Linked DNA regions of Hordeum vulgare: region 2 is linked to region 1. The links are chromatin contacts, called in public Hi-C maps. All regions are on one chromosome and are shown on one strand. The core of a region is the stretch at or near the end of the contact, and the rest is flanking DNA. Distances in the headings are between cores, read along the strand shown.

Region 1 (3,171 bases), core at 379-2,878:
TCACCCCCCCCACAATGATAAGAAACGCGGGACGATCTTTCCCCGGATCATCATCATCGTGCTGGATCAAAGCAGCAATTCACCTAATAAAACTCTTTGCTTTCCTGATGCTGACCTGCACTAAGCCCAGTGTTGCTTATTATTCCCCCTTCCTGTTGTTGACAGCAGATTTGCATCATATCTTGCTCTACTACTACTACTGCTCTTACATGAAGCATCATCTGTCAACTTAGTCTAACTGCAGCATCATTTTTCTCTCTCTTCTGGCAGGTGATCCTGGAGCTGCTGCATGAAGATTTGGCGCTGCTTTTCGGCGCTGCGTGCTCCTGCTCCCTGCGAGTGCTGGTGTCACTGGCAGCAGCAGCGAAAGCGGCGCTTGCCGAGAGGGACCTGCCAAATGCCATGGGTGGATAATGCTCCTCTCTTTTCTTCAGGTTAGGGGAAAGGGGTTTTTCCTGGGAAGTGCTGGGGCTGATGAGGAGCAGTTGAGCACAAGGGCTGCCGTGGGTTTGAGGGGCTGATGCATTGCACCGTACTGCCACCGGACAGGCTTGTGGGCGACGGCGCGGTCGCTGTCGCGCGTTGTGGCTCGATGCCCGGTTCGTCATCTCGACGGCGACCCATCGCGGGAAAGAGGGAGCTGGTACAGATCAGCATTCAGCACGGCCGTTCGTTCCTACCGGCCGTTCGACGACGGCGATTTTCAGTTGCATTATGGCGCCACCATCTCCAGGTGCCAAAAGGGGGGCACAGGCACGCACAAGTTGAGGGTGATGATGGCATGTTAGTGCGCCTGTGGATGGATGGGTCGTGGATGTGGCCCTCTTGTGCTCTCTGCCTGACGAGCAAATTAAAGCAGCATGTTGTGGATAATGTTGGTAACAAGAAGCTGAAGACCTGAATGGATATTTCTTCAGGTTGCTGGGTGGGTGGGTGGTATCCTGTGAAGCATCAGATGCTCGCCCTCGTTCATCATGATGAGGGAGAAGTCGCCGGGAAGTCACCGGAACCATGTCCCCGCCCCCTTTGGCTTTGCATCTGCTGCAGTCTGGGAACACCTGGGCACTGTTACCGTGGGGAGGTTCTCGTTCCTGCATCCCGGCGAACCCAGCAGCACCGAATCTGCGGCCCCCGGTAGAGTGATGAAGTTCAGCCGCGCGCCGGGACATGCACGATTGGCATGGCGCCGTGGATTAAGTTTGGCCAGTCGACCGTCGACGACGCCCTCCGGTGCGACGCTGACACGTCGTCGTCGGGGGCGGATGCGTGGCCGTGCTCTTAATTAGAACAAGTGACATGACGCGTCGTCGTCGACGGCGGATTAATTTGGTGGCCGTGTGCGCTTGTGGAGATTGTTGTCATCCTCATCCAGGATGACTGTGGACGCTGCGGCGAGATGCACTCGCCGGGTGTTTGTTCCGGAGACACGCTGGGACGGCGACGGGGCGTGGATTCAGTACATACGCCGATGGAGAATGGTGTTGGACGGAGATGTTGTGATGGGAGCAGTAGCATGATTCTTGGCCGCAGCAACACAACTGGGCGAGACGTGTTGGGTTTACTGCTGCATCGATCCTGACCTGGAGCCCTCTCACTCACTCTCTCTCCATCTGTGTGTGTGCTCGAGTTTCTCTCGACAGTGATATGCCTTCTCCTGGCGCTGGCTGTCCACCACTGACCACTCCATGGAATCTCGCTCTTCTAATCTACTAACCTTTTCTCGTCGCAGAGTGGATTCTGTGGGCATGGTGTGCACCACTGAGGTAATAGTTGTCGTTTTCGATGAGGACGGTTAACATGAGGTGTTGGTCCTGCTCGCTTGTGTGGCCATCAAGTAAACCATTTACATCACAAAAATCACACAGCATTGTATATGTTTTGTGTGTGTGTGTGTGTGTATGTATCTTGGTGATTGCATGGTTTCTCCCACGGACGACCTTCCAGGAGCAACTTTTTGATTGGTCCTAGGCAAACGAAGCAATCTCTCCGTACAAGATTGATTGCTACTCCTGCAGCTTCCTCCGCCTTGGTCCAGATATGCTGCTGCTGCTGCTGCTCTTAGGTTACTTCACCGGCAAAATGGAAAAAAAAAATTGACCCAAGAACGAAAGTATTTCACAAACTGAACCGCCTTTGAAAAAAAAATCCATCTGACCCCTTTTTGTAGCGCCTTTGCCTTTTTTCCCCGATAAATGGCGTATGTATTATCTTAAAATGTAGCATCAAGCGGATGTGGCGGCCTGAGACCTAGTGTGGCGCGTAAGCTATAGGCGTCACGCTGCACTGTGTGGCGGCTAAGACAAAGCCGTCACACAATGCAGTGTGACGTCTAAATGTCGGCCACCACACAAGAGGGCCAGTTGGATGTTTTTTTTTTAAACGCCATCCAGTTTGTGAAATACTTTGGTTCACGGGTCAAATTCATCAATTTCACGTTTTCCTTTTTAGCCGAACTCGTGGGAATTGCTTTCCACGGCAGGTTTTCAATTTTGTATGCCGAAAGGCTTTTACATGCCTAAAGAAAAGGGAAAGAGAACCGATCCAAGCCAATAAGATATTTTCTAACACCAGCAGGGATATTTGTTAGCTAGACTGACGTCCGATGGGACGGAGGTCAGCCGTGTCGAGAGGGAGGGAGGGAGAGAGGGAGAGAGAGAGAGAGAGAGAGAGAGGTGGCCTTGGATTGGAATCCACCTCACGTCGGCCACGTCTTGTGGTTGTGGGTGTGGCATTACATGCATATTCGCAGCACGATGGAACGTGGATTAACGGGGTTGGGTGGACTCACTGGTGTTGCCTAGCTAGCTAGTGGAGCGTGCGTGTGATCTCATGATCTCACCCGCCGTTATTCCGTTCAGGCAGGTGACCAAACTAACGGCCTCTTCTTCCTTTCGCTAACGTCCTGAGATAGACCAGCCCTGTTGTCATCGGCGCGCGTAGACGCACCGCATCCGCAACGGCACTGACCGACGGGCCCCACATGCATTGCAGCTAGCACCTCGCTGCCGGGCTCCCGATACCGAGGCCGCAACTTGCCTCCCTCCATGGTAATCCTTGGGTTCCCACGACACGACGGCGGCAACGCTCGCCTCTCGCAACAGTAATCTTGCGCGGGGATTCATGGCGGTCACAAAGTAAGCGATGGCCGACGACGGAAGGGAGAAGAGGACG
Region 2 (3,414 bases), core at 254-2,753, 280 kb before region 1:
AATCAGCAGAAATAATGCGGAAGTTAAGTGGCAGACCAATGATCAATGACAGTATAACTATAGCATCAAGAAGGCAAAACCCAAAACAATATAAATATGCAATGAACTAAGCTTTTATGCACTGTCCATTGTAGGATACAGTACAGCCTGAATTTTGCTCATTGGCTAGAAAAAACTTAGTATATTATCTGCAAAGATGAAATGCGATGACTGAATTTGGTTTGAGTTTTTAGGTTCTACAATTTCCACCAGCCACAGAATGTTGCCAAACGGACGCACTGAATTATCTGGATCAGGAAAAGAAATGTGGAAGCAGTAGTTTCTTTCTACTAGCTTCAGAGTTCATAGTTCAGACATTGTGCATACCAAATTCAGTAAGACATGGGAGATCAGAGAGGCTCTCACCGGGGGTCCCGGGCAGGATGACGACGACATCGAGGGTCTCGCCGGAGCCGCCGTGGGGCAGGTGGACGACGAGCGGGGTGAGCCTCCCGTGGCGGCCCGCCCGGACGCACATGGCGAAAGCGAGGCGCAGCGGCAGGTTGAGGTGCCTGGCCAGGTCGTTCCTCAGGTGGCTCACGCACCTCCCCCAGAACTGCAGCTGGGACCAGCGCTCGTCGGCGTAGATCCCCTCGGCGGTCGCCTGCACGACCCGGATCACCCGCCGCGCCCTCGGCTCCTCCTGCCCGAACTACCAAAGAACCATGAATTGTGAGCAGTCTGAATCTCAGCTCTGAATTTTCCTTCTGAATTGTTATGTTCGGGAACCTGAATCTCGAGAAACAGAGTTGGCAAACAATGGCAAGAAGCCAAGAATGGCGAGAGGTCTCACCGAAAGCGGTGGCGGAAGGCGAGGCGCGGCGTCTCTGGCGGGGACGGGCTCCACGGTCCAGTAGAACATCATGGTGGGGATGCGGCTGCCGGGGACGCGGACGCTGAGGTGGAGGCCGCCGACGTTGCGGAGGAGCACGTCGTAGGGGAACTCCTCGCCGCCGCACCCGATGGCCTGCCACATGATGGGCCTCAACTCCGGCTGGTCGTAGCGGCGCTGCTCGATGCGGAAGTGGCTGACCTCGCGCGGCAGCGGCATGTCCGTGGCGGCGAGGTAGCGGCCGTAGGCGGCGCTGTGGAGCAGCAGGTACGGGCCGTCGCCGTCGGCGCCGTGGTGGAAGTGCACCGCCCACGCCACGTCCAGCGACGCGCCGTGCTGGCTGAGGGCGACGCTCACCCCGTCGTCGGCGGCGAGGACGTACCGGCCGCACCCGCGGCTCCGCAGCCGCACGTGCTGCCCGTCGTGGAACAGCTCCATCGGTTGGTCGCCGGCGCTGTGACGCTTGGAGCCGAGGTGGGCGCTGCGCCGTGGAGGAGGGGTTCTTGGTTGGTTCGTTGGAGCTCCGGCCGGCGAGGAGAAAGCTGTTGGTTGAGGCGGTTGCGTTGGGCGCCAAGGAGAGGCATTTCAAGGTGCCAGACGCCATGGCCGTCCCGGGCTTTGGGCACAAGGTGGGCTTGACAGCCTTTTGCTCGGCCCAGCCCATACTCCTGGTTTTTTTTGTGCAAATCCATACTCATGTTGTTCTTGTGCCCTGCTGACTTTTTTTTTGCGGGATCTTGTGCCCTGCTGGTTTTTTTTTGCGGGATCTTGTGCGGCGATGACAATTTTACCCACGGGTACGGGCCACGGGTATCGTACCTGCATGGACAGGGTATGGGCATATTTTTATACCCATAAATAGTATCCATACTCTATCCGTTAAGTCATGGATAGGGTACGGGTATAGCCTTGTACCCGCGGGTATACTCATAAACTACTCATTTGTAAACTAATGTTAAGTTATCATCAATTAATTATTAATTTGTCATGTGATTCGTCTACTCCTATTGACTTATGAGTATGTTGTGATTTCTAAATTTGGATAGTGGTCATGTACTCATCTACCTGTTATTGAGCTGAGATAATTCATTTTTGTGCCAAATATGCTGTCAGTGAGTAAATTTATGAACAACTTGTGTACTATTTATTCTATCTGTCGGGTACTCAATTGATAAAGTTTTATACCCGTGGATACGGGTATGGGTAGAATTCCGTACCCATTGACTATATAGGTATGGGTATGGTATTGCTCTACCTTGCCCATACCCTACCCATTGCCATCCTACTTGTGTCCTGTTGTTGCTTCAACAGATTGGCAATCGGCTCGCCGCATTGCGTTGTGTTGTGTTGTGCTTCTTGATGTCCTCTTATCTCTGGTGTCCTGCTTGTGATGTGGATTTATGTCTATAAAACTGTGTAGTGTGGAGTTATCCCTTGTTGACACTCAGAAGACTGTGTGATACCAAGGAGCTAGTTTTTGTTTTGGTGCGATGACCTTTCAGATGGATGGTTGATAACATCATTGTTGTTGTCGAGATTGCCATCATGTTTACTTCTCATGTTACGTTGGTGTTGTGCTTTTGGTCATCTTCCCAACTTCCTCGATGGGCAAGAGTGGTTCGAACGCCAAGACAGGGTATTTCTGTTGGAAATATGCCCTAGAGGCAATAATAAATTAGTTATTATTATATTTCTTAGTTCATGATAATCGTTTATTATCCATGCTATAATTGTATTGATTGGAAACACAATACTTGTGTGGATACATAGACAAAACACTGTCCCTAGTAAGCCTCTAGTTGACTAGCTCGTTAATCAAAGATGGTCAAGGTTTCCTGGCCATAGGCAAGTGTTGTCACTTGATAACGGGATCACATCATTAGGAGAATCATGTGATGGACTAGACCCAAACTAATAGACGTAGCATGTTGATCGTGTCATTTTGTTGCTACTGTTTTCTGCGTGTCAAGTATTTATTCCTATGACCATGAGATCATATAACTCACTAACACCGGAGGAATGCTTTGTGTGTATCAAACGTCGCAACGTAACTGGGTGACTATAAAGATGCTCTACAGGTATCTCCGAAGGTGTTAGTTGAGTTAGTATGGATCAAGACTGGGATTTGTCACTCCGTGTGAACGGAGAGGTATCTCGGGGCCCACTCGGTAATACAACATCACACACAAGCCTTGCAAGCAATGTAACTTAGTGTAAGTTGCGGGATCTTGTATTACGGAACGAGTAAAGAGACTTGCCAGTAAACGAGATTGAAATAGGTATACGGATACTGACGATCGAATCTCGGGCAAGTAACATACCGAAGGACAAAGGGAATGACATACGGGATTATATGAATCCTTGGCACTGAGGTTCAAACGATAAGATCTTCGTAGAATATGTAGGATCCAATATGGGCATCCAGGTCCCGCTATTGGAATATTGACCGAGGAGTCTCTCGGGTCATGTCTACATAGTTCTCGAACCCGCAGGGTCTGCACACTTAAGGTTCGACGTTGTTTTATGCGTATTTGAGTTATATG

What was found. Hi-C and Micro-C count contacts between places; a contact is called where the count stands out from the background.
Region 2: a Hi-C map of seedling shows a contact between it and region 1, with 2.3 times the contacts expected there. The contact joins two enhancer-like sites. A contact is called at or near these places in 2 of 6 Hi-C or Micro-C datasets (leaf and seedling).

Annotation. Positions count from the first base shown.
Region 1 is chr7H:606,348,763-606,351,933 of MorexV3_pseudomolecules_assembly, reverse strand. It overlaps LOC123410921 (probable histidine kinase 1), which reads left to right. Exons shown (of 22, transcript XM_045103847.1): 15 at 271-369; 16 at 435-474; 17 at 477-526; 18 at 529-728; 19 at 910-963; 20 at 965-1,065; 21 at 1,068-1,100; 22 at 1,103-1,917. The coding sequence ends at 1,143. Among protein-coding and RNA genes, the nearest start is that of LOC123410920, 8.3 kb to the right of the region's middle. Within about 2 kb of position 1,628, at least 3 of the 3 cell types and tissues checked have open chromatin away from gene starts, as enhancers often do. A contact at or near this core is called in seedling, where this site is marked.
Region 2 is chr7H:606,630,505-606,633,918 of MorexV3_pseudomolecules_assembly, reverse strand. No RefSeq gene overlaps it. Among protein-coding and RNA genes, the nearest start is that of LOC123407131, 12 kb to the right of the region's middle. Within about 2 kb of position 1,503, at least 1 of the 3 cell types and tissues checked has open chromatin away from gene starts, as enhancers often do. A contact at or near this core is called in seedling, where this site is marked.